Regions from separate parts of the Mus musculus genome. Here regions 2 and 3 are each linked to region 1. Evidence: chromatin contacts called from public ChIA-PET and HiChIP or PLAC-seq data. All regions are on one chromosome and are shown on one strand. Each heading gives the region's core, a stretch centred on a gene start, on an enhancer-like site or on the middle of the called end of the contact. The rest is flanking DNA. Distances are from core to core; before and after follow the strand shown.

Region 1 (3,348 bases), core at 333-2,832:
GCTTTGGAGTGGTAAAGAGTCCAGCACCTGGGCACCTGGACTTCGTCGTAGATAATGAATGACCTTGGGCTAGTAACTTGTTCTACAGAAGAATTGGTCAGAAGAGAAAATATGTCATCAAAAATGTGTTGAAATTTCAACACAAAAATCGTGCAGGTCCGATCCTTAGTGGGTCATGGTTCCGTGCTCCGGACTCGCAATGGACACACTGCGCAAAGCCACGGCGAAGGCCTGGCTAGTTTTCATGGTTTCGTGACTGGAGGTTTGCCCATCACTCCTGCATGGTTGATTTGTGTTACAAACTGCCCCGGAACGCTTCTTAACCTACTTCTAGCTTACTTCTCTTTAGCACCAAACATCTACGGAGGCTAAAAAATAAATTCTCTGAAAGTAACAGTCTCTAAGTTGTTCTGGGTCTCCCTTCCCACAGAGATGGGTCAATTGCAAATACAACACAGACTAGGGACAGACCAAAAAAATCCTTGATTTTGCAAAGGTACCTTGAAACGTCTCTTGGGATGAGGGATGGGACAGAGACCCTGACTTAAGTCTCTAGGTTGGGCACGGCACAGAGGGCACAGGACAGAGAAGCCTCACAAGCGACCCTGTCTTCTGCACACTAGCAGGAAGGGATGCTGGAGGGGAGCAACGGCCAGCAGTAGGTACCTGAAGAGACTGGCTGACGTCTGGTTCGTCCTCCAAGCCGTCCGCTGTGCCAGCACCCCTTGCACAATCTCCTTCTCGTTGGGCAGCCGGTAGACAGGGAAGATGTAGAGCCAACAGAGGACCACCACACAGAGGGCACTGGCTCCTACGGGTAGCCGGGTACGCGGGAATTTCCGAGCTAGCATGGCCATGGCCCCTCTGGACGTATGTAGGGCCCGCCCGCAGGGGCTCATCGCAGCCTCGATGTCCCAGGGTCAGTGTACCCTCAGCACAACGCTGGACAAAGTGGCAGTGAAGGATGCTCCAGTGGCCGGCCCCCCATGCACACACACCTTTGGCTTTCCAGCTCGCAAACGCACGGCTGGGGAACCCCCACGCCACGGCCCCAGAGGTCAGCTACAAGGATCTTCGCCAATGCAACTTTTACTGGGATGTCTTGCTAAAGGAAGTGGCCTCCGGGCAAATCACAAGCCTTAGTCTCTTTCCCTGCAGGCAGCGGGCGATGAAGGAGTCTAAGAGCAGTGGGGCCGGTGGCTCCCGCCCTTACTGCAGCATCACCGTCGCCCTCGGCTGGGGTCCTGGAAGAGGCGCGGCTGGCTCCCGGACGTCTGATGGGTTGTGTCCCTTCCAGAAAGAGATGCTCCTGCGCCCTGCACCGCCCTTTCCCCGCCTCCTGCGCCGCCGCGGTGCCCGGCACCCCCCAGATGCGCTCTCCGCGCCACACCAAGTCCTTGGAAATTTCCACGATGGCCCGGGACCGCTACCCCACCCCCGGCGCCTCGGCCGCGCCCGCCAGGACCCTCACTCCGCGCCCCTCACGGGCAAACCTAGAACTCTCTCTCATCAGTTCATTCAGCGGTGCGCCGCAGCCTTCTGCTGCGCCCTGGACTCCGCAGACACGCGCCCCGGGATTGGTGGAAATCAAGGTCTCCCCCGCCCTCCCCCACCCGCGAAATTGCCTCCCGTGACCTGCTTGGGGCCGCGACGCTAGCCCAGGGTGCAGGCCCCTCGCCGCTGCCCTTGTTCTCTGCAGAGGGAGGCAGACAATAAGAGCAGCAGCCCCTCTGGTGCGTGCATGCACACGCGCATATGTCTATCCCGGAGTATGCACAGATTGGGGACCCGCACACCTTGTGCCCAGGCTGCTGTCTCCCTCTCCTTTCTGCAATTGATTGGTTATAACTGAGCAGTGAGGAGGCTGGCGAATATTTATTCCTTCCTCGGCTCCCTTAATCAGATCAGCCCGTGCTGAGCTACGATTCCATGCACGCACTTGCGTGCACGCGCGGGCGCGAGCTCACACGCTCAGGCACGCACATACACGTCCGCGCGCGCGAACACACACACACACATACACACACACACACACACACACACACACACACACACACTGCTGCTACTGGGCACAAGGGGAGATGCATGCACACTGGGATCCACCACCTTGCCTCCACCCTTCCGAGAACAGAGGGGCATCCTCATATGCTTGTGGCTGGTGTTCTCCCGCAGACCTTGGAGGAGATAACGCCTCTGTAGACTAAAAAGCTGTTTATTCTTAAAAGGCTGCAAAGGCAAGCTTATCACAACCACGACCTTGGAAACGTGCAACCCGCCTGGACCCGCCTAGAGGAGAGACTCACAGTAAGCCATTTCTGCTCGCCCTAGCAGAAGTCGGAAAAGGCTCGGGTACCTCCTAGCGGCAGTCTCTTCTATTTGCTTAAGCATCCTGTGCAAGGACAAAGAAGAAAGTCTGCAGCCTCCAAAACCAGCTAGCTTAGTCGTCACAGGACTGAAATCTCAGGCCACAGTTCCATTTGTTCAGCCAAGAGCAGCACTCCAGACGGCCCACAGTGACTAGTTTGTGCCCTGCAGTCTTTTTTAGCACCTTCAGTAGGGAGAGGTGAAACTTGAGACTTTGGTGCCAACCAACCTCTACCAGCATTGCAATGCTTTTCTTAGGAAGACTGCTCAATGCTCCCCAGTGGAACCAAATACCGTTAGTTAAAATAAAGACTGCCCTTGCCGCTGATAGAAGCAAATAAAGACTGCTCTTACCGCCGGGCGTGGTGGCGCACGCCTTTAATCCCAGCACTTGGGAGGCAGAGGCAGGCGGATCTCTGAGTTCGAGGCCAGCCTGGTCTACAAAGTGAGTTCCAGGACAGCCAGGGCTACACAGAGAAACCCTGTCTCGAAAAACCAAAAAAAAAAAAAAAAAAAAAAGACTGCTCTTGCCGCTGTTAGAAGCTTGCTGCTCTTTTAGAGGACCTGTATTCAGTTCCTAGCACTCACTGCGGGCAGGCAGCTCACAATTACATATCTGACTGGGGAGGGGGAGGGGAGGTCTTCTGAAGGCACCTGCACATACATATACAAACCTCCACACCATTACAGGCACATAATTTTAAAATATAATAAATGTTAAAATAAAATGAAGATCCCTCTCACCCCAAACTTCCTCTGTTCTAGGAAGGCAAGATGGGGACATTTGCCATCTTTGAGGGCTGTAGACACATCATCAATCACTTTTCCTCCCTATAACTTAAACAAAGCACAAATGATCCCAATTTCTCTTCCTCCAGGTCTCCATATAGCTGAATTTACAGTAAACGAAATAAACCTACAAGCAAAAGATCATACAGGGATCATGAGGACCCATGAAAACCTTTCCCATTTAGTACTGCATTA
Region 2 (3,348 bases), core at 450-2,949, 430 kb before region 1:
TGAAGATGAGTTCAGGGAAGTAGGCTGGGCTGAGAACAGCAGCAGCAGCAGCAGCAGCAGCAGCAGCAGCAACAGTAACAGCAACAGCAACAGCAACAGCAACAGCAGCAGCAGCAGCAGCAGCAGCAGCAGCAGCAGCAGCAACAGCAACAGCAACAGCAGCAGTGTGAGATGAGACGGAACAGCAGTTAAGAGCACTGGATTCTCTTTCAGAGGATCTGGATTATAGCTTCTAGCACCCACCTGGCGGCTCAGGAATGTCTGTAACTCCAATTTTAGGGGATCCAGTGTCCTTTTCCCGCCTTCTTGGACAGCAGAGGTCATATGCACATGATGCACAGACATAACTATGAGTAGAGAAAAAGGACAATAGACAACTCGGGAGTGTGTTTCAGCAGAGACAGGAAGGGACACTGGGTAGAGCCAGAGGGAAGACCTACAGAAAGTTTTTTCCTTAAGGAGGATCTGCCCCGGGACCAGCATGTTTGTATACTGATTGGAACGATCTCTTGGGAGGCAGGTGCTACCTTAAGCAAGTGAGAGGTGCCAGGGAACGAGTAGCCCGGGTAAGTGTAAGAAGATCCTACACAGAACGGAAGGGGAAATCAAGTTCACGAGAATGGAGGAAAACTCTAATAAATTATGGCAGACTCTTGAAGGTTCTCTCCAAACCCATTATCTTCTCAGAAGAGCAGAAGTCCAGGTCATCACCTCAGAGTGAGAGACTAGAACTGCAAATGCATTTCCTGGAAGCACCTGTGGCCCAGTAGAGGCCAAGAATCGTAACAACGAGCCCAGTGACCATGACCATGAATAGTATAGCTAACTAAGTTTGGAGTTTCCAGAGGATGTGGGGGTGGGGAAGAGAGTTAAGAACGATTATACTGAACATAAGCAACTCTATCAATAAATACAAGAATCTAAAGTAGGGAAGAAAGCTGGGGGTCAAGTACCATGAAGAAGAGATAAGAGAACCAAAGGTTTAAGACAGTTGAATAATTGTTAGTGACAGAGACAGTGATCTGGAAATATATAACATGGTAACTAGAAATCGATAAACTTGAACAAGTTGGGAGATTGTGGGGTTACAGGGAAAAAAACAGAAATATGACCAACCAAGAGCCACCTTAGATGAAGTGAAAGGCATTCACAGTGCAAAGGAGGCAGAAATGAAAGGACTGGGTGGTGGAGGAATTGGGCACTTGAACGCTGACAGTCTCAAGAATTTCTGCAGTAATTTTTTGTAGCATGACCAAAGCTAACACCTTCATGGACAGCTAGAGGCATCTCAGCTATTTGGAAGAAACAGGGATAGTCAATCATTCAGTCTGATGGCCGGGACAAAGAGCATTGGAGATCCCAAGAGAGGCCTAAACAACACACAGAAGAGCAGTTCCAGTTCTCTGCTGTGTATGACCATCACCCGGAGAGCCTTGACACGCACGGATTCCCAGTTTCCAGCACGCATGGAGCGAGCGTCAGCAGGTGGGAGCCCAGTGTGGGAATGTTCTCAAGGCTCCCAGATGATTTCCGGGTCATCCAAGTTTGAGGGCTGCATGCCGCCATCGGCCTTCCCTATGCCGTTTGGTGAGAGCTGAGGGAGGATGATGAGTTGGTCCTGGCTGGAAGGCACCATCCTGAAAGTATCCTGTCTGAGTGTGAACAGGAAATGACAGCAGCATCGCCGAGAACAATAACCAAAACAGCTGCGGGAAGACAGGCGGAAGTGGGGACAGCGTTGTGAGAAGAGAGTCGGTAACAGGAGAGTGTGAGGCTTCTCCAGTTCATTCGCGGCCACGGGGCTCTGTGCCAGCGCCTCGTCCTTAGCCTCAGCCTACTCAGTGCTAAAACGAGGTCAAAATGTGTACATTTCAATAATTGGCAGAATACAAACACCCTTGGCAGAACGCCTTTAATAAACACAATTCCTCCACAGAAAACACTTTTTATCTTCCTCACGGACGCTCGTGAGAAGCTCTTTTATTATAGTACTTTTGCATTTTTTTCATTTGTTCATCAATAGCATGCAGTATATAATTTGTTTTCCATCCACAGGTAGATACATGCATAGAAAACTGCTCCTCAGCTGTAAGTTGAAAATATAAGCAAACAACCATATAACCACTTAACTTGGTAAATATTCTACCTTCCCAGTATAGTTGGCTGTATAAAGTCATGCTTGTTCCTCCTTATAATGGCATGACTCGCTAGGAGCCTCTGTGGGTGCCCAGATTGCTTGAGTGTATAGCTCTGTGTGATAGTTTGTATATGCTTGGGCCAGGGACTGGCACCATTAGAGGTATGGCCTTGTTAGAGTTGGTGTGTCACTGTGGGTGTGAGCTTAAGACCCTCACCCTAGCTGCCTGGAAGTCAGTCTTCCACTAGCAGCCTTCAGATGAAGAAGAACTCTCAGCTCCACCATGCCGGCCTGGATGCTGCCATGCTGTTGCCATGAAGATAATGGACTGAACCTCTGAACTTGTAAGCCAGACCCAATTAAATGTTGTCCTTTATAAGAGTTGCCTTGGTCATGATATCTGTTCACATCAGTAAAACTTTAAGACACTGCCTATTGCTGGTTGGTTGAATGTTCATTATTCAAAAATTGGAGCATGGTTTCAACTGGCTCTGTATAGCTCTCATGACACTGTAAAGCTGAGAAACTGTAGTCAAACTGTGATGGATTGAGACTGTCTACATTTAAGAGGTTACAGCTAACAAGCAACCTGCCTGGCATGGACTAACTAGTCAGTGTCTACTCCTTTCATAAAGTCATTGCATGCGCAGGGTGTGGTATTCCTGCAATCCCAGCCCAGGAGAAGCTGAGGCAGAAGGACTGCCATGGGTTTGAAACAATGAAGTCATTGACACATGCCTGCATCAACGCTGAGTTGACTCTTGCCTTGTGTGAGGGTTGTCATTAGTATCTTCAGAGAAGGAAAGAAGACAATGGGCTGTATAGTTTTCCCCTTTGGCCCTGTGAATCCTCTTTTAGGGTTGTTGAGATAACACCCATTCTCTGCCCACACTGAGTGTTAGTATGCCTTCAGTAAGTTGTTGTCATTATCCGTCATCACTAGTCACTGGAGTTGGGGTCGTCTGTGGGCTTACCAGTCAGTGATATTCCTAGAAGAATTAAAAACAATGTGTAAAAATACAAGCGTTGCTTATACTACATGATTTTGACAGCTTTCCTCATACTGTTTATGTGGGATTTGAAAGGTTACAAGGACACATTTCATTTCCTCTGATAAAGGCAGGAAGTTGACAAAAGGGACCAGATGGCTTTTTCCTTGGGTCCCTTGTTACTGGAGACAAGAATGTCATTAGGACAGGAATCTACCCAGG
Region 3 (3,348 bases), core at 350-2,849, 390 kb before region 1:
GTCACACAGACAGCGGACTCCAGGCCACTCTTCTCCATGGTGCCTTTCTCCATGTAAGCATAGATGTCCCCGTGGGCGAAGGCCACCAGCCACCACATGATAGCGAAGAGCAGCCAGCTGCAGAGGAAGGACATGGTGAAGATGACCAGCGTGTGACGCCACTTCAGGTCTACCAAGGTGGTGAAGATGTCCTGCAGGAAGCGACCTTGCTCTCGGATGTTCTTGTGTGCCAGGTTGCAGGCTCCGCTCTTGGCGATGAAGCGGGCTTTGGGGAGACGGTCGCGGATGCGCGGTTTGCGCAGGTTCTCCGCTGCGATGCGCGCCAGCACATACTCCTCCGGGATGATGCTCTTCCTGGCCAACATCTTCCTTTCACCATAGCCCGCCTATGCACCTGCCTGAACCTGTGGCTCCTTTCCTCCACACGCGTCCTCCTAGACTAGAGAAACGCTTATTAAAAACTGTCAACTTCATTTCCTCGTCTCAGGTATCTGTACAAAGGGATGCTGTTTTACACACATATTAAATTAAAGATGTGATCAATACAAAAGAGAACCCACTTTGTGTCTGAGGTCTGGGATCCCAGAGAAAACTTTTGATCAGAACCGGAGGAATCCCCCCCCCCCTCTCTCTCTCTCCTCCCTGCTCACTCTTGGAAATAACCGCTATAAGCAAATCTTTAAGCATTTTCTGTATATTCTTTTGTGTCTCGGGATTAGTCAGGCAAGCCTGAGGACGAAAATTAAAGGCCAAGTGGGTTCACTATCTACTTGCTAAACTATTTAGATAAAGTAGCAAGGTTAAAAGGAAAGATGGAGGGATTCTTTTAGTAGCAGCGAAGAAAACTGCTTCCTGTTCATTAAGAAAATATTAACTGTAATTAAAAGATACCAAACATTGCGTTTTCGAACTTGAAAATGATTGATATTAAATTGGAAGGATTTACGAGATGCGTTTTAAAAGGCAGCCAGACTCCCCGCCCCTCCCTCTGAACCTATATCATACTATATGCTGGAAAGTAATTTGCGACGCGGGGATTAGAGACACTGCTGAGGTCTGCAGTGGATTTGCACAGCTCGAGCCAATCTGGGTACACCTTGACTGTTTGGCTTTGGGCTGCGCTATAGCCGGCTTCCCCTCCTCTCCCCGGGAGGCGCGATGCAACTTACAGACTCGGGTTTGCGCTCCCGGCTGCGGCTTGAGCTCCGCACAGGGCGGGCTGGTCCCAGGCTCTCGCATCCCGGGAGCAGAGACCTCCCGAAGTGCAGATCCGGGGGATGTTGGTCCTCCAGAACTGAGTTAAGACTCTAGAAGGTGCGATCCATAGTGCACGCGGGGAGGAGGGCTGGAAGATGAGGGTTGGGTTTGGCTTCCCCCCTCCTGCTGCCGGGCCACGGGGAGGGCGGGGTAGGAGCTGGGGATAGAGGTGCTAGTGGCCATGCTCCGCCAGCTCCTCAGCCGCCTAGCTGGGGCCAGACCTCCGAGCGAGCCGGGGAAAGTGGAGGCGGAGGCCAGTCGGGGGAGCCGGGGAGGCAGGGAGCCGGCCAGAAGGGAGGGACCACCGGGGGAGGAGGCACCAGCCGAGCCAGCTCGGTTCCCAGTAGCCCGGATTCTGCTGCCAGACCGGCACACACATCTTTAAAAGGCTCGCTGCTCAGAGAACTTTCTGAGCCCAAGTTCACTGACGCAAAGAGATTTTAATTTATTATTTTTTAAAGTGTAACTTGCGGGGGGGGGGTATCACTGGGTTACTTCAGATGAAATAAAACCAGATAGAGAGAGTGTAGGTGTTTTGGGTGGGGTGATTGTGGGGTGAGCGTGGGGTGAGGGTGGGGTCCCTGCCCTGAACTTGTAAATCTATTCGTGTTAGAATATAGAGGGGTGGGAGGGCTGAAATCCTTTCGGAAAAAAAACCGATTTCACCAACTAAGACCAGTTTTCAGGCACTTAAAGTCACACAAAAGAAACAAAAAGGGAAACAAAGATAGAGACTAACAACAAAAACACCATCAACAGTCTCTTCCAATAAAGAAAATTTACACCCAGCAGGACGGCTAAGCAAAGTCCAGCACCACACCTGCCTTCGGGGCAGGCAGGCGCAGTCGCGGCTCCGTTTTGACTCTTGGCCGCAGGCCTCTCCCTCCAGTCTAGATCGTAAGAATGATAAGACTGCTCACTTGCGCACAAGAAAGATTATACAGTAAATGTCTTTCTATAGCTTTTGAGAAGGAGCGGGGGTGGGGGTGGGGGAACAAATGTGCTTTTTTTCCCCCCCGCCGGTCATCCTGCTTTTGGCGTTTGTATTAATGGAAACTTTAATTCTTGGAAATTTTATGTTTTCCAAGACTTGAGGGTCGGGAGTATCCGAAGTATAAACAGCATGTTAATTTACTAGAAAGACCTAAAATTAGTCTTTAATGAAGGAAAATGAAGAGCCCCCCTTCCCTTTTTCCACTGTGGGTAGATCTGCTTAACCCCTTGCATTCTGGAGGGCCTGTCCTGTCAGTGAGATTCTTTTTGTTTCCTTTGTTTTCTGCAGTAATTCATGTTGTAGCCTCATAGCAGCCATGCAGACAACATTTGTGCTGTGAGTTCTGCCACTGAAATACAGTTTGAAGTGCACCTTGCTGTGCAATTTACTGTCTACTAATTTAACACCAAAAACATTAAACTCTTTTTTTTTTTTTTTTCAGAAGACAGGGTTTCACATATTCTGAGTTGGCCTCGAACTTGCTGTGTAGCCTATGGTGACCCTGAACTTCTAATCCTCCTGCCTATCTTCCTTGTGCTGGGATCGTAGGTGTGTGCCATCATGTCTGGGGTTTGTTTTGTTTTGTTTAAGACCTTGTGCATAGACAACCACTCTACCAACTGAACTACACGGCTACTCCTCTGTGCTTATGTGATTTCATTGCTGTCCTTTGAAACAGGAAGTTGTTATGAAACCCAGGCAGACTGATAGTTTACTATGTAGCCCAGACACGATTCACATTCAAGGCAGTCCTCCTGACTCAACCTCGTGAGTGCTGGGATTAAAGTATCCAACTACTATGCCTGGTTATTAAACATGTAGTTTGTGTTTAGATAGCTAGGGATGTATAATCTGTGCCAGTGTTGATGATCTTAAGAGACAGACAGTGCTGGCAGAGATGTGATGTTGCTAAGATCTGACGCAATAAAGGACATAAACAAAACAGGAAAGGAGGAGCTGGAGAGATGACTCAGTCGTGAAGAGCACTGAATGCTCTTCGGGAGGACTAGGGTTCAATTCCCAGGACCCACAGGGTAGCTCACAACCTTCTGCAACTCCAGTTCCAGGGAAGTTAATGTCTACTTCTTACCTCTGTA

Evidence for each region. ChIA-PET counts read pairs in DNA pulled down with a chosen protein or histone mark. HiChIP or PLAC-seq counts read pairs in DNA pulled down with a chosen protein or histone mark.
Region 2: an RNA polymerase II ChIA-PET map of memory CD8 T cells shows a contact between it and region 1, with 6 read pairs. The contact joins the enhancer-like site here to the promoter of St8sia1 in region 1. A contact is called at or near these places in 11 of 39 promoter capture datasets (the 3T3-L1 cell line, cranial neural crest, embryonic stem cells and 6 more), 26 of 484 Hi-C or Micro-C datasets (Sertoli cells, Th1 cells, cardiomyocytes and 13 more), 6 of 115 datasets of contacts at active chromatin or transcription factors (astrocytes, embryonic forebrain, forebrain and 3 more) and 1 of 9 other capture datasets (embryonic stem cells).
Region 3: an H3K4me3 HiChIP or PLAC-seq map of embryonic stem cells shows a contact between it and region 1, with 4 times the contacts expected there. The contact joins the promoter of Kcnj8 here to the promoter of St8sia1 in region 1. A contact is called at or near these places in 2 of 39 promoter capture datasets (cranial neural crest and neural stem cells) and 4 of 115 datasets of contacts at active chromatin or transcription factors (astrocytes, effector CD8 T cells, embryonic stem cells and 1 more).

The regions. Positions count from the first base shown.
Region 1 is chr6:142,962,870-142,966,217 of GRCm38.p6, forward strand. St8sia1 (ST8 alpha-N-acetyl-neuraminide alpha-2,8-sialyltransferase 1) reads right to left here and starts at 1,583. Exons shown (of 5, transcript NM_011374.2): 1 at 667-1,583. The coding sequence starts at 899.
Region 2 is chr6:142,537,027-142,540,374 of GRCm38.p6, forward strand. No RefSeq gene overlaps it. Among named protein-coding and RNA genes, the nearest start is that of Gm38920, 6.0 kb to the right of the region's middle. Within about 2 kb of position 1,700, at least 38 of the 459 cell types and tissues checked have an H3K27ac peak or open chromatin away from gene starts, as enhancers often do. A contact at or near this core is called in Th1 cells, liver, memory CD8 T cells and 1 more, where this site is marked.
Region 3 is chr6:142,570,015-142,573,362 of GRCm38.p6, forward strand. Kcnj8 (potassium inwardly-rectifying channel, subfamily J, member 8) reads right to left here and starts at 1,600. Exons shown (of 3, transcript NM_008428.5): 1 at 1,170-1,600; 2 at 1-439. The coding sequence starts at 365.